7 separate regions of the Mus musculus genome follow, and regions 1, 2, 4, 5, 6 and 7 are each linked to region 3. The links are chromatin contacts, called in public ChIA-PET, HiChIP or PLAC-seq and promoter capture Hi-C maps. All regions are on one chromosome and are shown on one strand. The core of a region is the stretch at or near the end of the contact, and the rest is flanking DNA. Distances in the headings are between cores, read along the strand shown. Region 1 holds the start of Ak8 (adenylate kinase 8). Region 2 overlaps Ak8 (adenylate kinase 8). Region 3 holds the start of Rapgef1 (Rap guanine nucleotide exchange factor (GEF) 1). Region 4 has its middle 22 kb from the start of Setx. Region 5 holds the start of Gfi1b (growth factor independent 1B). Region 6 overlaps Cfap77 (cilia and flagella associated protein 77). Region 7 holds the start of Lrrc8a (leucine rich repeat containing 8A VRAC subunit A).

Region 1 (2,869 bases), core at 136-2,635, 920 kb after region 3:
TAACTTCCCAAGTCTAAGATTATTTGAAAATAAATGATAATAAGATAAAGTATTCTGGTTATCGCCCCACCAATCCAACAAGAAAGCAGGCCAGGATCATATATCACCCCTCTCGTGCCCCCAGATTTGCTGTTTTATTTGTGGCTGGCCACTCCTTGGTCTCCCCTCCATTAACACTTTCCAAAGGAGCTTGCTCAGTAGACTCAGGCTCCTTGGCCTGGGCTCATGTGCCAGCACGGTGTCCCCCTCCTTCTCTCTCTCTCTCTGTCTGTGTGTGTGTGTGTGTGTGTGTGTGTGCGCACGTGTGCGCGTGTGCATGCTAGGCTTGCAGTATAGGGTACTAGAAACTGAGCTCTAGTTTGCCTGCGGCCCCCAGAATCACTGACTGTTAGACAGCTCATCGGTCCAGCCCCTAAAAGTCACTTTCACCTCTGGAGAGCACAAGTCAAAAACTGGAGCACACATAGATGGGGATATGGTTTGGCTGAAGGCCACAGTTGCCTGGGAACCAGGACAAGCTGGGAGCTAGTATAAGGGATGAGGGACGAGGGCTTTCAAAAGGCCAATTCTGAGGATAGAGGCTATGTAGAAAATATGCTGCCCCAGAGGAGACCACCTGGATAGGGATGCCATCTAAAACTTATACGGTCCCCTACTTGTCCTAACAGGGTCAAAGACACCCTCATGAGACAAAACACATGTGTCTTTTGCCTGACGGCTGAGACAATCGGTTTGGTCCTGGGAACTGGAATTTCCCAGGAACCTCATGCCAGGAGAAGGAAAAGGCTGGCACCAGCCAGAGGGGCGGGTCTCCTGGGAAGTTTTCCTCCAACTTGTCAGACCACCTTGCAGGAGGGAGTGGAACGGAGACAGATATGGGTCAGTGAGGTGCGGGATCACACTAGACTTGTGTGGACCCCAAAACTAGCCCCGGGAAGCAGGTCACTGAACTTCTTGAACGTGTTCCTCCTTCCATTGTGGTCACAGGAAATAAGCCTTTCTCTGACTTTTTCTTTTTTTCTGTTGCTTATCTCTTTAACTGGTCTTGGAGTGAGGTGGGTGAGCCTAGCTTGTTAGGGCTTCCAAGGCCCAGCTTAGGTAAGACTCAGGGCTCAGGAACCGGCTGAGGTTTCCCATACAATGCCAGAAGAGGCCCTGGAGACTACTGCGCCATTTCACAGGTGGGGAAACTGAGGAAAGGGATTTCCCCCCAGACCATGCTGCCGGCCCGGCCCGGTAGCCGTATTCCCTATCCTCGGGCGCCTGATCACCTGCATCATCTCGAAAATGTAGTAGTCTTCCCCGTACTGAGGCATTTCCGGGGGAATGCGATGAGGGGCTGTGGTTGCATCCATGTTTCCGACAGCGCTCCGCTCCTTAGTAACGGCGTTGCTGGGACGCCAAGCTATGCGTCATCGGTGAGCGCCTCAGCTGGGGCGAGTCCTGGTCCCGGATTCCATCCACCGAGGTCCTGATCTGCAGTCGGCTCTCCCTCCCCAGGGCCACAAAGCAAACCCCAGAACGCCTGTGGAGCTACAGAGCAATGGGGGATCGGATGACAGAATAAATCCTGCTTCTGGTGTAGCCAACTGTGCGGATCTGGGCGCTGGAAGCTGACCCTGCTCCCTGGATCTCAGTTTCCCCATCTTTAAATGAAAGACGCTGGGGCAGACGTGGGACCGGTTTCTACAGGAGGAAAAGTCATATGCGCCCAGATCATATGGGGGTGGGGGTGGGGGGAAACTGGGCGGGTCTCCTGGTTTGGGCGGCCGGCCGAGTCATGTGACCGGGTTGCCATAGCACCTGTGGTCACAATCGGCCAAGCCTGCCTGGCCTCTATGGCCTCGACCCCGCCCACGCCCATTTCCTGAGGGGCCTTCCCGCCCTCGGGGCCGCACACCCACGGAGGCACTGCAAGCTTCTGGGCACTCTGTGAGGCGAAGGCCAGTCCAAGTCAAACCAGGGTAAAGGGGGATGGAGCGCCGGCGACGAGCTGGGTCGAAAACACTATGGGAGTGGGGGAGAAAGAGGTGGAGGTGTCCTGGCCTAGGGGGAGGAAAGCTGCGTGTAGCTGTGGAAGAGGCAAGGGTGGCATCGTGGAGGAAGGACTCTGTGTAGTAACCCAGAGGGAGGTACACACAGCCTACGATGATAGCCACAAGTCCAACTCTAGATGTTGTAAATTTGACAGATTTACAGTGAGCCTAAGTTTCTACCCTGAGCAGTGGGGAACACTCAGGCATTCCTCCCACAACTACCCTGAAGTCCCCGACAGTGACTGGCCTATAGGGAGTGGACAGTGTGGGTACATAGTGATATCTCACTTAATCTTTAGACTAATCTTAATCTCACCTCACTTTGGACAACAATCGTTCCTGTCTCACAAGTTTTATCTTTATGTATTAATGTGTATAAGGGTGGGACAGAGGAAGAGCAGAGGCTGGGAAAGGGACTTTGGAACCCTGGAGCCAGAGTTGCAAGCAGTGAGCCAATAGATCTAGGTGCTGAGAACTAAACCCAGGCCCTCTGGAAGAGCAGCAAGTGCTGGGGACCGAGTCACTCCTGCTCCTGTAGCTCACCTGTTTGCATGGGTCAAGCTGGAGGAGCTCTCAGGGGCTCCGGGGGCCACAGCACCAGGCAGTGTCAAGTCAGATGAAAACCTTCTGCTCCGAAGACAGACAAGACACTGCAGAATAAGACAGGCCAGAGGAGTTAGCTGGTGGCTTTGGGCAAGTCATTTCCTCTTTCTGGATTTCTTCCCTCGACAGCTGCTGGGCACAGAGAGGAAGTTTCAATAGCTTGAAGAGTTTCTATCCAATCCCCCACCTTTTACAGAAACAGAGGCTAAGGCCTAGCAAAGGGGAAAAGT
Region 2 (2,918 bases), core at 132-2,631, 850 kb after region 3:
TTAAGACATGGGCCACCAGGATGAGGGCAACGTAAAGAAAGCTTGGCTGTACGGAAGGGCTGGCTCTTAGACATCTGCCTTTGAGGTGTAGCCTCAGCCCCATGCACACAGGGTTGGTTTGCTGGCCTCTCTCTCCATAGCAGCTGATCTCTAGGAGACAACAGCTATGGGAAGTGTCGCTCTAGCAGAAAACATCAGCAACCAGCACCAACAGGATGCTGACAGCTACAGCACCAACAGGATGCTGACAGCTACAAGGAGAGAGCCCTTGGCCTTGGCAGAGACAAGCCAACCTCTGGATGCAAGACACACACAACTTAGAAAACATAAAAACTATGAATTCAGACCCCACCACTCCTCAAAGGTACCTAAATGGTAGTTTCCAGTTTGGTACAGTCTAAGTTACAGATGGGGAACGTTCTAGAGTGTTCCTGGTGGTCCTAAAACTAATCCAATAGAATAGAGAGACCCTGGAGAAGACAGCTGTAATAAACACCCTTGCTAGCAGTCTGCTAAATGGCATAGCCATCAAGGTCCCCTCTGTCACCTCTGCAGGATCCATGATTGTGGCTGAGACCATGGGGGTGGGTGGGTTAAGGTCTCAAGGAAAAGTAGGGGTTCAGATACCCAGCTGTCTGAGATGCCACAAACTTCCGGGTCTCCTTCAGAGCCTATTCCCACCCCCTGCATAGTGAACATGGATCTTAAAGAAAACACATGGCTGCAGACTTGCAGCAGGAAATGAATTATTTCACAGCAAGCCAAGGGCAGCCTTCTGTGTGCAGCCTTGGAAGCGGCTCTCTTTGTCTCTCCCCTATTATTATTACGTTTTAACAAACTTTATAGCCCATTTTATTTGTTCTCAAATAACTTTTTCTCCTTCCTCTCGACACATCAATTGCTGGGCTTCCTTCACCGTGAGGTGGTAGTACAGAGATTGATACGGCTCGGCGGAATGTAATTTACTATTATGGGCTGTGGGTTTATGAGGTGGGAGCCTGACAAAGCATTACATTTGAACATACTGCACTTATTGGCTCGAAAAGGAGATTTATATTTGGAGAGGAGACAATAACTTTGTTTTCTGATAAGCCAAAGAGGTCTATTTTTGAGTCTGGCACGCAGACAAGCTTGCCCTTCTCCAATAACTCTATTTACTAGTGTGAATATATTTTAATAATAAAATTGATATATATGTAAATTTATTTTATTCTAATTTCATTGAATCCTCCTGGAAAAAAAAAAGAGGAGGGTGGGTGGCTGGTGGGCCTTCAGAGATTGTTTTTGTATCTGAGTTATAGGTTTCTGTATTGTATCCCTAGACTGGCTTCATGGCTATAATTCTGCCAGGATTTCCTCCTAGTGTCAAGCCAGCAGCACCATACCGGAGTGTTTTATGACTGACATCACACCCAGACCAGAGTTACAGTTCCGGTGTTTGTCCTCACGCCAGCCGGACTTATTTGAGGACATTTCTCTTTCCTGGATGAATCTGGGGGTGGGGGAAGGGAACGGTTCATGGTTGAAATCCCTTTCTGAGTTAATCACCAGAATGTTCAGCCTCTCAAAGCTGAGAGGCTGTCAAGGAAAGAGGTTTTGGGAGGAGGGCAGAGGACAGAGGGAGGAGGGAGAGCACAGAGAACGGTGTACCAGGGAACAGGAGCGGATCGTACCACAGACAAACATCTTAGTACACTTCCTGTCTGTCTTATGTCCTAGGAGCAAATAAAGTAGATTAGAATTGTGTACACAGTCCTTAGAGAGGAATTTTTTAAAAACTCCATAGTGAATGGAGATGTATCCAAGCCTGCCTGAAATCAAATTGCTTCTCAGATATTCTTTCTGTGTGCTCCAGAGCCCAGGGCACCCTCTCCTTGTCAGTCCTTCTGTACCGGGTGAGTGTCCCAAGTCCAGACATAAAAGTAATTTGCTTTATACACTAACACTTGGTTCCCTTCCTGAGCTGTTGGTGACATCTGTGTACGCCCCTCCCTTAAAGGACTATTCAGTAGTCACACACCCTGCCCCCAACGCCCCCCTGGGGACGGATGGACTGCTGCTGTCTCTGCGCCCTCTTGCTTAGTCCCAGGGGCTTTTGACCAAACTTGGCTTGGCACCCGCTAGCCTCCTGGAGACTCACACCAAGATTTCTAAAGCTTTTGTCACTCATGACTCCTTTTCCTGAGAAATGTTCACACAGCCCTGCGACCCTTCGTATATAGGTCCAGAATAAAGTAGACATGCAAGCCAAACACTTACTGATAATCAACCATAAAGGAATTGATTTTAAAACAATTCTTTAGTAAAAATGTATTTTATCTTTAATTAAAGAGGGAAAGAAATTTGCATAAATGAGAATTAAATCTTGGCAGAATATTTTATACTACAGGACCCAGAATGGATGGATATTTTGATTTTATAAAAGTCAGTGCCGAGAACGCTGCCTCACATCAACAAAATGGCAGAAGTGTATTTAGGGTCATTTTGGAGGTTGTTGGAAATTCTTTTTCCTCACCAGGAAAGTGACACTTTTCTTTCTTTTCTTCTTTTCTTTTCTTTTCTTTTCTTTTCTTTTCTTTTCTTTTCTTTTCTTTTCTTTTCTCTTTTCTTTTCTCTCTCTCTCTCTCTCTCTCTCTCTCTCTCTCTCTCTCTCTCTCTCTCTCTCTCTCTCTCTCTCTTTCTTTCTTTCTTTCTTTTTTTATCCCAGAATGCAAAGTAGCAGGGTTTCCTGTACCATTTTTAATACCTACTAGGTTTTGGCTGACCCTCTGCACTCCTGAATGTCCTGCCTCTGGTCCCTCAAAGGTGTTCTGTTACCCACACTGTCTTTTCCATCTTCTTATGGTCTCATGAATTCCCTGCCACCTACTTCTGCCACTCCCATATAAAATGAATATTCATAAAAACAGGAGCTAAGG
Region 3 (3,065 bases), core at 42-2,541:
CAAAAGAGAATACCAAAACGTTTGTCCCTGTGTTTAAACCAGGGCTGCAAAAGTTACATTCATTGCTGGTTGGTCCCCTGCTAATATACATCCAAATATCCTCAAGTCCACCTATGAAATGGCAGCTTCCAAAAATTAGTGCGGCCGAACACCTTTTCAGGTTCTTACAAGTCTGCCTTCTCTACTAAGTTTCCAGGATAACTGGGTATCCCCACTGTGACAACCCCCAACCCAGGCCCTGGACCACTCACTGCCTACCTTACCTACCAGCCAAGAACCCGCCCTCCCGTAAAAGGAGTCCCTGCTTGACGGCTAATTAAGCTCTGGGCCCCATATGCACAACAGTAATTGACTCTCGGGAGTATCTAACTCCCAGAATATGCAAGCCGGGGGGCGGGGGAAAAACTGGGAGGCGACTCCCCAAGATTTCCAGGAACACACAAAGAGATGAGGTTTGCACCAAGATCGCATCCACCTTATTCCCCCATCCCCAATGACTCTCCACTTGCCCTGCTTGCAGAGCAAGGCAGAAATATTAGAGGACAACTTGGCTGCTCCCTGAAACATCGCTCCAACACACCCTAGCCTGCTGTCCTTTGAAGCCACCGAAGTGGACACTTGTGGTTAAACTCGAGGCTCATTAGGAGTGACACATTTTATAACTGGGCTGCCGATCACCTCTGGAGCGCGCCTGCTCTTCTGCATGCGGTCGGGGCCAGGCCTCCTAAGGGTCCCGGGCTCCAGCCATTGTGGGATGTTCCAGGGAACAAGGCTACAGGGACCTCCACTCGCTCCCCCAGAATCCTGCTAGCATCACAGGCCCCCCGCCGCCGGGCAGGCCCGGTTCAAAGATGGCCCTCGCGGCGTCGCTGCCAGGCTGGGGCCCGGACTGGGGGTCTAGCGCACGAGGCCAGGAGGCGCGCCGCCCGCCCGCCCGCCCGCCTCACCTGCTTTCTCGATCTTGCCGGACATTTCCGGGCTGCGCCGGAGGCCGAGGCCGCTGCTCATCAGGGCCCGGCCCGGCCGCTGCGGGATAAGAGGCCGGCGCGCCCGCCGCTCTACTGGACCGGTGCTCGCCGCGCCTCACACTCGCGCCGTCATGGCGGGCTCCGCGCGGCCGCGGCTCGTGCGCTCGCCGCCCGCGCTCCAGCCCGCACCGGGCCTGCCACTCCGCCGCTCCACCTCCCGCGCAGCCGCCGCTCCGGGGCCGCGAGCCGCCGGCCGCAGCGCCGCGCCGCCGCCCGCCCGCCGGCCTGGGCCCCGCGGCCACGGCGCCACCTGCCGGAAGCCCACCGCGCCGCTCGCGCCACAGCGCCCCCTGATGGCCCGGAGCCGAACTAAGCCTGGCGCGAGGCGCAGCGCCCTCTACCGGCTTGGAGTCCTCCGCGCCACAGCTCGGTATAGACCCCACCCCTTTCCTCAGACACAGAGAAAGAGATCAAACCTATGACTGACAGCTCCAATTCAGGACTTCCGCATGCCCTCCCATCAAAGATCAGAGCCTCCGGTAACCCAGAGTTTTCCATCTCAAGTTGTGGGCTAGCTTTCCGTGTCTGTTACCCAAGTTCAGCATCCTCCTCAGGCCCAAAGCTCCTCTAATTGATCCTAAACTAGACTCAACAACACTGAAAACACAAGAAGCCTGCTCAACAACGTTTGGGACTGCCACCCACCTTCACCCCGTCATCCCCCATACACACTATGTGAGTCTCAAGGGCCAGTGAAAGGCAGAACCTTTAGCCAGATGTGGGCCCCGATCCTCCAAGCCAAGGCTGAGGCCCAGACCTGGAGTGACACAGAAGATCTGGTTTGCTTTGCTCACGAAACCCTCCAATGGGAACATCCAGCTTAAAGAGCAGTCTTTTCTAGTATGCAAATGAGTTCGTTTACAGTTCATTTTAGGCATTCAAAGAACCTTTGCTATGTATGATGTCATATCCTACCATGACTAACCCAGTGGATTCTTCCCTTCAAACAAGCTCATGAATAGGTTGGAGAGTCAAATCATATCATTAAGTATTAGTGAGCAATACGTTTTAGCAAGACAAGAGATACAGGGAAGGGCGCTCCCTGCTCACTGTTTTTAGCTAAGATGGAATTCACATCAGCAGCGAGTGTGCAAGCACATGTGTGCGCGCACAGAGAGAGAGAGAGAGAGAGAGAGAGAAAGTGAGTGCTAGGCTAGGGACCATCCAAGATAGCTCAGCAAGTAAATGCAACTGCTGCCGAACTTGACTAGACCTACACGGCTGAGGGAGAACCAATTTCTGCAGAGTGTTCTCTGACTTGCACACACACATATACACACACACAGAGACACACTATGTAACTTAAGAACACTTAGAAGTCTGCTTTGCCTCTAGATATGTAAGCTAGTGGTAGGGCAAACCTTGAGAGATGTGCAGGGAGAAGTTCAGGGTGACGGATGCCACCAAAGATTTCTATTTCCATCTCCCTATACTCTACAGTCCCCTGATTCTGTGACTGAGGGCTGCCTACAATCGGCAGCCAAATTTCCAGAGCCATGGGTCCGAACCCTCTAGGGGTCAAAGGCCAAGCCAAAGATTGACAAATTCATTTCCCTTTTCAAGTTGACAAATGGCTGCTCAGGGCCAGAATGGCTCTGCTCTGCTCTGGTGGAAGCTGCATCAGCAAGGCAAAATTGGCGAATCGCTCAAGGCCCGCCCTCCAGCTCTCCCTGGGTGCTTAGCCTTCCAGACTTCTGAGCTCAGAGCGTCAATATTTCATGCCCCAAATTCTGAAGTGAGGAATGGAACAATAAATGTAGGCGCAGTCAGGTTTGAGGTTCCTAAGAACAAGATCAAATCCATGTGATAAATTGCTGCATATCAGATAGCGAGGAATTTGCAAAAAGTATCGATGCCAAGCAGACTCGTAGAACTTGCTTCCTAAGGTTCCAAGGTGCTCATAGCCATAGTAGCACACACTCGGGATTAAGAGCCAGCTAATCGAGGGTGAAAGCCTCCCTTTTCCTTGCCTTAACTTAGCTTGTCCTCCTAGGCCACTCCAGCTGCTAGAATGTTCTTGCCCCTCCTCTCCACGGA
Region 4 (2,900 bases), core at 367-2,866, 520 kb after region 3:
TCAATGAACATTTCCAATGAAGATTTGTGGACAGAGGAATATCCCGTGGGAAATTGTGAAATAGCACAGGTTCCATGATGAGGTGTTTTCTATGGTTTGGTTTTTTTGTTGTTTGTGTGTTTTATTTCGGGGGGGGGGTGCAAGGGCAAAGGATGGATATAAGGGGACAGGGAGATGAGCAGGACTGGGGTGAATGATGTGAAACTCACAAAGAATCAAAAAGTTTAAAGAAAGTTTCATTGACGTGGAACAATGAACTCAGAGCCACTGTCTCAAGCTGACTTTTGTTGACGATTGAGTATCAGGCACCTTGGGACCCAGGGCTAAGCCCAACTGGAACAAAAAAGGTCACAAAAACTCGAAACCTGTATCATCTGCGTCAGGAAGACACTTCCTAATTCATCCCACGAGGCATCATGATACACCAAACTCAAAAAGACATGTCACAAGAAAACACTAATGTGTCATAAATAATGCATATTTTATAATCAAATCTGCCAATTTATGTTTATACTTCATGAGCTTAATCTATTTAAATTTGATATAACAAGATCTGCTAAATTTTCTTTTCTTTCTTTTTTTGTGTCATATGCAGTGGAAAATTTCTGGTTTCCTTGGCAACTCAGTTGATTGGACTAGACTGCTGGTGTCCTGACAATGAAGAGTGGAATTACCACAAAGAACTACTTTTAAACAGGTCCATAACCCGTTCCTATAAACCTTCTTTCCCCACTACCTCTGATGGAGGGGCTAGAAGGGAGGGTAAATGATGGTGGTGCACACCTTTAATCCCAGCACTTGGGAGGTAGAGGCAGGTGGATTTCTGAGTTCGAGGCCAGCCTGGTCTACAAAGTGAGTTCCAAGACAGCCAGGGCTATACAGAGAGAAACCCTGTCTTGAAAAACCAAAAAAAAAAAAAAAAAAAAAGAAAAAAAGAAAAGAAAGAAAGAAAAAGAAAATCTAAGCCTACAGTCATATTGAAAAAGTATAACGTAAAAACAAAAATTCTAGGCCTTTAGGCCCATGCTTGAGAATGTGACCTTTGTGACTCAATACTCCAAGGCATGCTAATCATAAAACAGATAGCAACATTCCTTCACCCACCCTCTTCCTGTGTTCAGGAAGTGTTCATTCAAAGAAAGTCACCCTGACCCACCCTGACTGTTGCTGGAACCCGCTATGCAAAGGTGCTATTGTTAGAGGCTCCTAGAAAACTGTCTTGACTTTCCACTTCCTCGTGACTCTTAACTGGTATTTTTGGTATTTTCCAACCACGCCCTTCCCACCCCCTTGAGTTGTGGTTTCTTCCTTTAAATACCCCCTTACCCAACTACTCAGGGTGCCATGGTCCTCTACCCCTGCATGGTGTATGACTGTAGGCCCGAGAGCGCTCTTGAAATAAAAAGTCCTCTTGCAGTTTGCAACAAGACCTTGAGTGATTTGGGGTGTCACCTCTCTGGAGTCAGAACGTTGTGGGTCTTTCAATATCTCCCCCCCCCCCCCCCCCCCCCCCCGCTTACTTTTTGTTTTTGTTGAGACAGAGTCTCATTATTTAGCACTGACTGGCCTGGAAATTACTATATAGATCAGACTGGCCTCAAACCCACATAGATCTGCCTGCCTCTGCTTTCTCATTGCTGGGATTAAGGCATACACCACCATAAACAGCCAATTTTGCTCAACTCTTCCATTACTGCTTTCACTTTTGTTTTGGTTTTGGTTTTTTGGGTTTTTTTTTTGTTTTGTTTTGTTTTTCGAAACAGGGTTTCTCTGTGTAGCCCTGGCTGTCCTGGAACTCACTCTGTAGACCAGGCTGGCCTCGAACTCAGAAATCTGCCTGCCTCTGCCTCCCAAGAGCTGGGATTAAAGGTGTGTACCACCACTGCTCAGTGGGGGGTAGGAGGGGGTGGGAGGGGGAAGGGAGGAAGAGAGAAAAAGAAGCAGAGATTGATGTTGGGTGTCTTCCTTGATTGAGCTCCACCTTAGTTTTTGAGACAGGGTCTCTATTGAATAATTCAGGTAGAATGGTTGACCACCAAGTTCCAGGGATCTCTCTGTCTTAGCCTGGTACTGGGATTACAGACAGATGCTGGTGCACCCAGTTTTGTTTTGTTTTGTTTTGTTTTGTTTTGTTTTGTTTTGTTTTGTTTTGTTTTGTTTTAAGATTTATTATATCTAAGTACACTGTAGCTGTCTTCAGATGCACCAGAAGAGGGCGTCAAATCGCATTACGGATCGTTGTGAGCCACCATGTGGTTGCTGGGATTTGAACTCAGGACCTTAGGACGAGCAGTCTTAACCACTGAGCCATCTCTCCCGCCCTTATAATTTTTTTAAAGGTTTATTTCTTTTCTTTTTTTTAAAAAAGATTTATTTATTTATTATATGTAAGTACACTGTAGCTGTCTTCAGACACTCCAGAAGAGGGCGTCAGATCTTGTTACAGGTGGTTGTGAGCCACCATGTGGTTGCTGGGATTTGAACTCTGGACCTTAGGAAGAGCAGTCGGGTGCTCTTACCCACTTACCCACTGAGCCATCTCACCAACCCAAAGGTTTATTTCTTATTGATATGAGTACACTGTAGCTGTCTTCAGACACACTAGAAGAAGGCATCAGATCCCATTATAGATGGTTGTGAGTTACCATGTGGTTGCTGGAAATTGAACTCAGTACCTCTGGCAGAGCAGTCAGTGTTCTTAACTGCGGAGCCATCTCTCCAGCCATCTCTCTCAACTATGCAAAAATAAGGATACAATATGAATTATATGAGTGGCTTCACAAATCTAAAGGAACAAAGGTAGCTGCATTAATGAGCCAGCTTGTCAGAAAGATACAAAGGCAGGCAGATTCCTGAGTTCAATGTCAGCTTGGGACAAAGTCCAGGACCAGGTAGGGCAG
Region 5 (2,905 bases), core at 69-2,568, 1.0 Mb after region 3:
GGGAGGTAGAGGCAGGCGAATTTCTGAGTTCGAGGCCAGCCTGTTCTATAGAGGGAGTTCCAGGACAATCAAGGCTACACAGAGAAACCCTGTCTCGAAAGAGAGAGAGAGAGAGAGAGAGAGAGAGAGAGAACAAGGGCTGGGTGTAGCTGTCTCCTATCTGTGGCCACCAGTCTGGACCTGTGTCCCCTTGGGGAGTCTGTTGTGACCTCCGGCCGCTGCCACAGGGTTAGCCCCCTCAGCAGAAAGGCCTCAAACGAAACATCTCTTTTCTCTACACTTTGAACATTGGACTTGCAGTTTCAATCGGGGCTTCCTGTCCCGTGTTTGTTTTCTTTATGGGGGAAATGTAATCTCTCCAGTCCTGGCTGCAAGAGCATGCAAATCAGCTAACAGTGCTGTTTGGTGGAGTTCTCTCTGTATGCAAAACTTCCTGGAATAAATCAGTCATCCCCAAACGGGAGGAGGCCAAGGGGCAGAGCAGGGAAAAGAAAGTGGGGACCAGGGAATGGGGCTCTGCTCAAATGGGGTGAAATGCCCTGCGCTGGCCTGGGTACCCAGAGGGGCCCCCATTGACCTCTCTGTCTCTCATGCTGCCACTAGATGGCAGCACACGCCGGCCGTGGTACTTGGGTATTCAATCTGTACTTGAACTTTGCCAGGTACAGGTTCCAAGGCCCCCAAATTCACTACCTTGCTTTTTTTGTTGTTCTTCTACTCTGTCTATTTGTGGTTCTGCTGGTCTGTGGTTGTCTGGGGGAAACTCCATTTTTTTTTTTTTTTAAGAATGAGCTCAGTGGGAGACAGAATCCTGTTGGTTAAGAGTGATCTGTACTGGCCCAGGATCCAAGAGCTTTAAACACAGGGGCCCCTCTAATGCCTCAGCGAGAAAGTGTGTGATGGTGGAATCTAGGAGAGGAGAAGCAAGAGGAAGAAGGGAGAAAAAGAGGAGAGAGGAGGAGGAGAGGAAGGAGAGGGGGAAGAAAAGGAAGATGGATGGGGAAAGAAGAGAAAAGGGGAAGAGGGGGAAGGGAGGGAAAGAAGGAAGGGAAAGAAATAAAATCTAAAGCAAGGATGAGGGACTGTAAGTCAATGCTAGACTTTTACATTTTAATAAGTTAGCCACTCTCTTTCACCCAAATGCTACTGAAAGTTTCTGGAGAAATTTCCAGTGGGTTAGAAGCTTCTGTGAAGTTTTGATAAGCAAATGTGGCTGCACTTTCGCGCTCTGGTCATTGGCTGACGCTGCAGCCGCCAGATTTTGACACAAATAATCAGATTGAAAATCAGGGAGGGGAACAGAAGGGGGGCGGGAAACACAGAAACGAAAAGGAGAAGTGTCTGTCTGTGCAGAGACTCATAACGTTGACCGAGCCGAGAGCAGTCCCCAGGGACAGTGTGGAGGTTCGTGGCTCTCGGGCAGAACTCAGAAGAGGGACAGCTCCCTGACGGTGAGTGCTGCCAGACCCGTGCTGGCTGGGCTCCGCTGAAAAGTTCGTCCTGGGTGCCCAAGGCAGGGAGGGTGTCTGCTTCCCTTTAAGGTGAGAGGAAGAATACTGTGGTAGTCTCTCTTCTGGATGCAGTGCTCATCACCAGGGGAGAGAAGAAGGAAGGAACATGGACCAGTCCCGATACCCCAAGATAGCGCAAACACCGAGCTTTCCTCCTGCGAATTCTGTGAAACTTCATTGTAGGGGGCTAGGCTTCACCCAGATACACAAAGTCAATCCCCCCCTTCACACACACACACACACACACACACACACACACACACACACACACACACAGAGCACTTTTCTAGGGGCACCAGAGGAGCCCAAATTGGTGTCCCCCTGGGCTAGAGCTGCCCTGTGCCAGGATCTCAGAAGGGATTGGTAGCTCTGATGACCCTCTCAAAAGTTCCTGGAAGCACCGGGGAGGGGAGTCAGACACCCTTTCCTTGGGAATTTACTGAAGGGAAATGACAAGGTGAGGCAGACCACAGGATGATGGAGGGGAGGCACTGCCAAAGGCTCTTGGCTCCTTGAGCATCTGTAGCTCTTCTCACCTAGAGGAAAAGGTGAGTTTGAGTTGTGGTTTTCTTAGAAAACAGGGCTCATTGCAGAGATGCCCACGGATGGATGCTGTGGTCTGTGACTGGGTCCTGGGAAAGCCAGCATTTTTATGAGACTACTGTGGGGAAAGCCAAGTCACCCTAGCTGTGGAGTTGGACAGCCTGGGTACTGGCAGAGCTGTGCCTATCCACCTGTGCTCTTCCAAGTCTGCAAAGCCCTCCATCAGGAGAGGGGTAACATTTTGATTTGGGGGTCAACCTGTAGAAAGTCCCTCGGGGAGTTGGGTGGCTCTGGATGATTTAGGTCTGATGGAATCGCCCCAGTGGTGCTCACCATTCCCAGAACTTCAAAAAGGTGGGTGCAGGTCCCAGGTCTCCCTTCACCGGGGCACAGAGCCTGCTCGCAGGCAGAAATAGCAGGAGACTCCTCCGTCTGAAGGCGTTTGCATTGAATCCTTTCTGGTGTCAGTCCCAGCCGGCCGTGGGGAGTGTGGGGGCTGTTTGCCCAGTTTTGTTTCCATTGTGGTAAAACAAGTCCATAGAACTGACCTTTTTTTTTTTTTTTTTTTTTGCTTTTGAGTTACGTGGTGTTCTTCGGCATGGGCATGGGACGTACACTCTGGTCCCGACTCCTTCCTTCTCTCCTTTCTCACTACATAGTAAAAAAACAACAACAACAACAACAAAAAAAAAATCAACCAAACAACAAACAAATGAACAAACAAAAACTTAATTTCTGATCCTTCTGCCTCCACCCTCTGTCACTGTGTCCTGAGCTACATCCCCAGTCCTTTCTTCTTTTCTTTCATTATTTTTTTAATCTCTCCTTTCTGTTTTTTTTTTTGGGGGGGG
Region 6 (3,323 bases), core at 302-2,801, 660 kb after region 3:
ATGGTTGTGAGCCACCATGTGGTTTCTGGATTTGAACTCAGGACCTTTGGAAGAGCAGTCAGTGCTCTTACCTGCTGAGTCATCTCTCCAGCCCAACACCTGTATTTCTAAGCATTGACAATGATTTCAGACTTTTAGGGCTGCCATTCAGACCAGATCAATCAAATCCAGGGGCAGAGGTTTGCAGCTTCTGACCTTGCTGGACAGTTAAGGGGGTTGCTTCTCCTCTGGGGTCTACCTACTCATCCTCTGGTCTGGGCAGAAAGGTCCTAAGTTGAGCTGCTCCGCATACTCACCCTCCCTGGCTGCTTTGGAAAACTGTCAGCACTATGACTGACCAGATAGGTGTCTATGCAGCTGAGAGGTGACTGTTGCAGCTTCCTAGGACCTCAGAGGTGTCTCGGACTGAGAGAACCCCTAAACTACTGTGTAGTGTTTCTGGCTCTGACTTTCTCACATCATTTCCCACAACACTCTGGGGCTTCCTTAACAAGTTGTCACACATAGGAGCGAGGGAGGTTAGGGAGGAAGGTGGGAGGGCAGTAAACAATACAAACTCAAGGTCTCAAAGCAGTAGAGGCCAGAAGTCCAACCCTGAGGTGTCACCTTTCCCAGTACCGGTGGTCCCAAGAGATTCTAGCTCGCATTCAGTATGGCTGGGGGATGTCTCTACTAGAAAGCACTGGTCTGGAGAGCTGGTCGCCTGGACTTTCCCCAAATACATGTGGCAGGAGATGCTGCACCCCTTCTAGTGCATGACTTCTGGAAGAGTCCTCTGCTAGCAAGGTCAAAATGGTCATTATTCGTTTTGTGGTGCTGGGGCTCGAACCCAGGGCCTCAGAAATGCTAGGCATCACTCCACCATTGAAATATCCCAATCTTAGATGCGCTCTTTTATGCCACAGCTGTGTTACCATAGTGGTAAAAGAATAGCAAAAAAGGCTGGCCATGCTGAAGTGACCATCCACTGGAAATTTCATCCACTGGGAATTTCCTATTAGCCTTCTGGCCGTTTCAGCCCCCACCAATGTGCATCGCCTATACCTCTCTTGATTATTCTAGTTTATTATTATTTATTATTTATTATTATTACTATTATATATTCAGTGTTTTAATTTATGTGTATTGGTACTTCTCCTGCATGTATGGCTGTGTACTAGATCAGTGCCTAGTGCCCTCAAAAGCCAGGACATCCGGTCTCCTGGAGCTGGAGTTTCAGACAGTTGTCAGCTGCCATATGAGTGCTAGCAACTGAACCTGGATCCTCTGCAAGAGTGACCAGTGCTCTAAGTTGCTGAACCATCATCTCTCCAGCCCCCATTACCTCAGTCTGTGCCCCAGGCAGCCCTCCTCACTGAGAACTTAACTCTTGGAGGGTAGGTACTTAAGACAGGGATTCATGAACTTGTGATTCTCCTGCCTCCACTTCCTGAGTCTTGGAGTTAGGACAGTTAGGACAGCTTTATTTTCTGCAGGTTTGACACAGTGCTGTGCCTTCCTGACTTGTGACTATAGGCAGTGGGTTGGCTTCCTGTCTGTAGACAATAGGATGGCTTCCTGTCTGGTATGTGTGCACACTCTGTCTTACAAGCCGCTTAGAGTTCATTCCTGGCTACGAGGCGGTATCAGCAACAGGCCTGTCTCCTGGACAGCTACTGCTCACCAGCATCAGAGTTCTCCTTTGCACATGGCCGCTGTCTGTTTGTACACCCGTCGTTCAATCTGTTTAGAGCTCAGACCCAGCCTACGAGCATTTTGGTTTGTTTTGCTTTGCTTTCTTAGAAGGCCTTAGATCTACATTAGCTTTGAGTCCCGTGACTCAACTGACCTTACTTAGAGCGCTGCCCGACACTGTTCTCCTCCTCCTCACTAAGGTGATGAAGGATTGTACCTGCAGAGCGCCCAGCACTGGCTCAGGTTTCCAAACTGCAAGCAGTGAAGACATCTAGTGCAACTTCAGAAAGAGATGGGCCCTGATGCAAAGCTGAGGGTAGTCCCACCAGCCCAATGGGACTGACAAGTGTGGAGCCAGTTCTCCAGGACAGGACAGAATTTGTGTGAGAAGAGTCCCCAAGAGTGACAGCTCATTACTCATGCAACTTGGCAGCATTCTTGCTGAGGTGGACCAGGACAATCAGACACCAAGGCTGTAAAGGAAGATCCTGACGATTCGCCAGGGAGGTTAGACACTGAGGGTGGAACACCTTCTTGGCAGGAGTCTTTTCCAGACTAGCCTCAGCAGACCGAGGGCAGAGCCCAGGGTCTATGAGAGGCATAGCTGAAAGGGTTCTGGGAAGCCTACGAACCCTGCCCAACAAGGACAGAATCTTTGCTCCCTCAAAAGAAACTGCATGGAGGCTCCCCATGTTTGCAGAGCACGTTGTGTATGGGATCTGATTCTCTGGGGTTTCTAGGCGCTACAGGAACCATTTCCTGGCCCTGGGGAGCTAATTTGGTCTGCTGATGGCGAGGCCTGAAGCCCATGGAGGTGTCTTGTTCTGTAAGCGGGTGCCCCGGTCTTACTCAGGCCTCAAGCTCTGTGTGCCCTTCTCCCCACAGGCCATCAACACCCTTCTTTGACCTGTTACAACATCGGTACCAGCAGCTGTGGGTACAGGAACAGAAGGCCACTCAGCAAGCCATCAAAATGGAGAAGAAACAGAAGGTAGTTGTGCCCTCACTTCTGAGGGGCCGAAGCTTAGGGGGAAGAGAAGAGTTAGCATCAGGGTATGTGGTTGGGGTGGGAGCAGGGGCCTCGTTACATCTTGCTGCATTGAAATTCAAATCTAGACCAGTCTCAGTGATGCTTTCATTCAGCTTGTACTTGATTCTGGACTGGGTAAGAGATGGCTGGACATCAGTCAGCAGGCCCTGTCACCTCTGAGCTGGGATTAGAACCCAGTCACATTGACTCTTACATAGAGGCCATCCCCTGATTTTCTGCCTCACTTGCTACAGAGGAAACTAGACCTCACTGCCACCAGCCTAGACAGGTGTGTGTCCCTCACTGGCTGGTGTGACAAGATAGAAAGCCATTTTACAGGGGTGTGTTAAAGAACATGTTTTCTTAGACAGTATGAAAGTGTTTTGTTACTGAGTAACCTTCTCAGAAATAACACAGCTTCTCATCCCAGGATGGCGGGAGGCAGCATCCTTATCTTACATCCTAGGCAGGTGTCTTAGTCAGGGTTTACTTCTGAGAACAGACACCAGGACCAAGGCAACTCCTTTATAAGGACAACACTTAATTGGGGCTGCCTTACAGGCTCAGAGGTTCAGTCCATTATTATCAAGGCGGGAGCAAGGCAGCATCCAGGCAGGCA
Region 7 (2,915 bases), core at 190-2,689, 620 kb before region 3:
AATCTCCAGGAAGCTGTCCTCCAACACTGCTCACCTGCCCTTGCCTGCCCATGACAGCTGGAGGAGAGCCCGACCTTCATCAAGGAAACAGCAGGATGAACGGCCTAGCCCACTGGCACCACCCCTGAGCCTCTGAATATACCCCCTCTCCTACCCTCAATGGTCAACTTATTCTTCCTGCACTGGCCATTTTCTCTACTTCAGAGGACATAACACAGATGGCAGAGTTAAAGAGACCACTGACACACTTGCAAGGCAGGAAAAGACTTTGTAGCCTCTGGCTACTCATTTCTGTCTCCAAAATTCAGCAGACAAGTGTCCCCATCCTCACAAAGACTCTCTCCCCTCCACACCTCATCCTTAAAGCTGTCCCTGTCCTAGCTAGGGCAGCGTTAGAGGAGGTTGTACAAGAGTGGCTGTCCTAGAACTACCACTATGTCAGCCCAGTTCCCATCAAGAAAAAGCTAATGCTCACTCAATGTGTTCTTTCAAAACAAGACAACAACTGTATCAAGCAGAACCAGCCCATCTTGACTCACTCCAGTCCAGTGCATGGCAGGTTCAAGAACCCTGGTCTCAAACAGAGGTTAGAGGCCCACGTCTCTACCCAGCACTCAGGAACCAGACAGGTGAATCTCCGTGAGCTCGAGGCCAGCCAGCCTGGTTTACAGAGAGAGTTTGAGGACAGTCAAGGCTACATAGTTGAGACCCTATCTCAAAAAACAAGCCCCCACCCCCTGCCACTGTCATCCCGAACTCTGCTGTTCCTTCAGCTTGGGGTCGCCTTTGCTGACCTCCAGCTCACCAACAACCTCCTGTACTTGTCACTCCTGCCCAAGAGATGCACAAAACAGGGACAGAACGAAACAGACTCTCATATCAGGAGTCGGTCGTTCAGGGAGCCCCAGTCTGAGGTCCCAAAAGCCTGTGCTCCCTTCCCCATAGCAGGGGACAGTCCGGGAGATCAGGAAGAGGGAGTGGTCTAAAGAGAAGCCGGCGCCGGGAAGCCCACGGCCAAGAACTGTAAGAGCTGGTGGGGGAGCTGTCAAGAGAACCCCGGGTGGAACCTCTGGGAAGGGGGCGCGTGCGCCAAGGGGCGCGGATCTGCGGGGACCAGCGCGGCAAGTGCGGCCTGAGGACCGCGGCGGAAACTCGGGTGAGAGGCGCGCGGAGAACAGGGTGCCCGGGAGGGGGCTCGCGCGCCGCCGCACGGCCTGGAGGGTGGAGACCGGAGCCGGCGCCCGCGGGAGGCAGGGCGGAGCGAAGCCCAGCGCGGGGCCAGGGTGGCCGGCGCCCCTGGGCAGCGAGAGCCCCGCAGAACTTGAAGGGGCGGAGCGCGCGTCCGAGGAGAGCGTCCCGTGCGGTGACAGCGCGCGTCTCATCCCCCACCCGACCCGCTCACCTGGGCTCTCCGCTCGCAGCCGCCCGCAGGCAGCCCGGGCCCTCCACCTCCCAGTCCGGCCGCCCGCCGCCGCGCTCCTCCAGCGCCTCCTTTTGTTTGTCCCTCACTGCACCACTCTGCCTCCCCCGCCCCGGAAGTGACGTCACGGCCGGACGCACCCGCGGCATCCCGGCCGTCGCCATGTCTGTTAAGGGGAAAGCTTGAGGCGGCTTCACCCTACTCCCGTCCACGTGCCTGCGCCAAGCCACTTCGGGGCGGAAGTAACGGGACAGAACTAAGCCCCCTTAAAGGGACAGGGATCCCTGCAACTTAAGGGATGCGTTACTCTGGCCAGAGCGGCCAAGTGACCCAAGCTGACGCAAGTATCCGCTCACCTCCTTTGTTCGGGTTCCGATCGCCATTGGGCCAGCGTCCTCATACCTTTAGTGCTGCTCGTTAGCTGACTCGCTGCCCAAACTCTTCAGGTGCCCGCAAATGTAACTGCCCTGCTGATGCTGACGCGCGCCTCGACACGTCCGGCTTGCGACGGTTGTCCCTGAAAAGCCGCATAATTCCGAGTTAACTGAATGGCTTCTCCGCCGCCGCTGCAATAAACACAGTTGAACTAAATTTAAAGGTTTCTTGGGCGATTAGTCGCGCCCCGGCGAGTTCACTGTCTCACACTAGGAGATCTTTGAAGTCGTTGGACTGGACTGGGTTAGGAACTTTTTGTAGAAGAGGGGAGAGAGGTAGTGCCGTGCTTGAGAAGGTATTGGAGTTTAGGAATCTGGTAGGTGTGTCCTGAGTCCAGTGGTCACTTTGAAACTAAGTATCTGCTTTATCCAGTATTTTGCTCCGACTTTTGTAAGCAAGGGCTTCTGGTGGGGATCTCTTTGTCCGGTTCCCCGGCTTCTGGCTGGAGATAGAGGATTGGCAGAGGGTGTGAGGGGAATTCTCTATCGGGAAACCTCCAGCCTAACGTTAGCAGCGAATTTTGAGCTGAGCTGAGGATAAAACCACATCTTCAGAACCAAGCCTCCAGACGCTAGCTGTGTGTGTGTGTTAATCTTCCCGGGTCCTCATAATTCCCAGGCTAACTGTAGTAATCCTTAGGTTGGGAAATTGTTCAGCTATTAAAACAAAGTGTTTCATGTACTCCAGTATGGGACGAGTTCCAGTAGCTTACGTGAAAGAAGAAAGGCAGGGAGCACAGCAATGAGTTTTTGTGGAGTTGGGTATCAGTGGTGTGTGCACCAGCTGACTAATATACACAGGCTGTACAGATGACCCTTCCCTCACTGAATGATCTCCGCCCCCTTTTACAGTGACAGGACCTCTGGAAGAGCAGTCAGTGCTCTTAGCTGCTGAGCCATCTCTCCAGCCCAGCCCCTTAACCTTAAATTTATATAAAGAGAAAGGGGGATATAAGTATATTTATCCACATACTAAGGTATATTTAGTTTCAAACTTTAAAAATAATAATAATTTCAACTTCAAAGATAATGCTTTTTTTTTCTGTTGCCAAAAAGCATTT

Evidence for each region. Promoter capture Hi-C pulls out the DNA fragments that hold promoters and counts their contacts. ChIA-PET counts read pairs in DNA pulled down with a chosen protein or histone mark. HiChIP or PLAC-seq counts read pairs in DNA pulled down with a chosen protein or histone mark.
Region 1: an H3K27ac HiChIP or PLAC-seq map of embryonic stem cells shows a contact between it and region 3, with 3 times the contacts expected there. The contact joins the promoter of Ak8 here to the promoter of Rapgef1 in region 3. A contact is called at or near these places in 5 of 115 datasets of contacts at active chromatin or transcription factors (embryonic midbrain, embryonic stem cells, forebrain and 1 more).
Region 2: a promoter capture Hi-C map of pre-B cells shows a contact between it and region 3, with 2.1 times the contacts expected there. The contact joins the enhancer-like site here to the promoter of Rapgef1 in region 3. A contact is called at or near these places in 7 of 39 promoter capture datasets (the 3T3-L1 cell line, the HPC-7 cell line, cranial neural crest and 4 more) and 1 of 15 datasets of contacts at CTCF or cohesin (large pre-B cells).
Region 4: a contact with region 3 is called in an RNA polymerase II ChIA-PET map of memory CD8 T cells, with 6 read pairs. The contact joins the enhancer-like site here to the promoter of Rapgef1 in region 3. A contact is called at or near these places in 3 of 39 promoter capture datasets (the 3T3-L1 cell line, cranial neural crest and liver), 1 of 15 datasets of contacts at CTCF or cohesin (large pre-B cells), 7 of 115 datasets of contacts at active chromatin or transcription factors (embryonic basal ganglia, embryonic forebrain, embryonic hindbrain and 4 more) and 1 of 9 other capture datasets (embryonic stem cells).
Region 5: a contact with region 3 is called in an H3K4me3 HiChIP or PLAC-seq map of embryonic stem cells, with 5 times the contacts expected there. The contact joins the promoter of Gfi1b here to the promoter of Rapgef1 in region 3. A contact is called at or near these places in 2 of 39 promoter capture datasets (liver and pre-B cells) and 2 of 115 datasets of contacts at active chromatin or transcription factors (both in embryonic stem cells).
Region 6: a contact with region 3 is called in a promoter capture Hi-C map of the HPC-7 cell line, with 2.9 times the contacts expected there. The contact joins the enhancer-like site here to the promoter of Rapgef1 in region 3. A contact is called at or near these places in 8 of 39 promoter capture datasets (the 3T3-L1 cell line, the HPC-7 cell line, frontonasal cranial neural crest and 4 more), 1 of 15 datasets of contacts at CTCF or cohesin (large pre-B cells), 1 of 484 Hi-C or Micro-C datasets (the N1E-115 cell line) and 1 of 115 datasets of contacts at active chromatin or transcription factors (large pre-B cells).
Region 7: a FOXA1 HiChIP or PLAC-seq map of pancreatic cancer cells shows a contact between it and region 3. The contact joins the promoter of Lrrc8a here to the promoter of Rapgef1 in region 3.

What each region holds. Positions count from the first base shown.
Region 1 is chr2:28,698,677-28,701,545 of GRCm38.p6, reverse strand. Ak8 (adenylate kinase 8) reads right to left here and starts at 1,385. Exons shown (of 13, transcript NM_001033874.2): 1 at 1,272-1,385. The coding sequence starts at 1,355. It overlaps Spaca9 (sperm acrosome associated 9), which reads left to right and starts at 1,895. Exons shown (of 5, transcript NM_027283.1): 1 at 1,895-1,964.
Region 2 is chr2:28,769,419-28,772,336 of GRCm38.p6, reverse strand. All of the region lies in intron 11 of Ak8 (adenylate kinase 8), which reads right to left. Among named protein-coding and RNA genes, the nearest start is that of Mir3088, 38 kb to the right of the region's middle. Within about 2 kb of position 1,381, at least 13 of the 459 cell types and tissues checked have an H3K27ac peak or open chromatin away from gene starts, as enhancers often do. A contact at or near this core is called in pre-B cells, where this site is marked.
Region 3 is chr2:29,617,946-29,621,010 of GRCm38.p6, reverse strand. Rapgef1 (Rap guanine nucleotide exchange factor (GEF) 1) reads right to left here and starts at 1,291. Exons shown (of 26, transcript NM_001039087.1): 1 at 948-1,291. The coding sequence starts at 1,008.
Region 4 is chr2:29,101,382-29,104,281 of GRCm38.p6, reverse strand. No RefSeq gene overlaps it. Among named protein-coding and RNA genes, the nearest start is that of Setx, 22 kb to the left of the region's middle. Within about 2 kb of position 1,616, at least 79 of the 459 cell types and tissues checked have an H3K27ac peak or open chromatin away from gene starts, as enhancers often do. A contact at or near this core is called in liver, memory CD8 T cells and pancreatic cancer cells, where this site is marked.
Region 5 is chr2:28,620,395-28,623,299 of GRCm38.p6, reverse strand. It overlaps Gfi1b (growth factor independent 1B), which reads left to right and starts at 1,318. Exons shown (of 7, transcript NM_008114.3): 1 at 1,318-1,451. It overlaps Gm52548 (a long non-coding RNA gene), which reads right to left. Exons shown (of 2, transcript XR_003954006.1): 1 at 2,388-2,905; 2 at 1,097-2,047.
Region 6 is chr2:28,961,974-28,965,296 of GRCm38.p6, reverse strand. It overlaps Cfap77 (cilia and flagella associated protein 77), which reads left to right. Exons shown (of 6, transcript NM_001166705.1): 4 at 2,560-2,665. Among named protein-coding and RNA genes, the nearest start is that of Barhl1, 47 kb to the right of the region's middle. Within about 2 kb of position 1,551, at least 3 of the 459 cell types and tissues checked have an H3K27ac peak or open chromatin away from gene starts, as enhancers often do. A contact at or near this core is called in the HPC-7 cell line, where this site is marked.
Region 7 is chr2:30,236,293-30,239,207 of GRCm38.p6, reverse strand. Lrrc8a (leucine rich repeat containing 8A VRAC subunit A) reads right to left here and starts at 1,439. Exons shown (of 4, transcript NM_177725.4): 1 at 1,403-1,439. It overlaps 1700084E18Rik (RIKEN cDNA 1700084E18 gene), which reads left to right and starts at 1,577. Exons shown (of 1, transcript NR_028299.1): 1 at 1,577-2,011.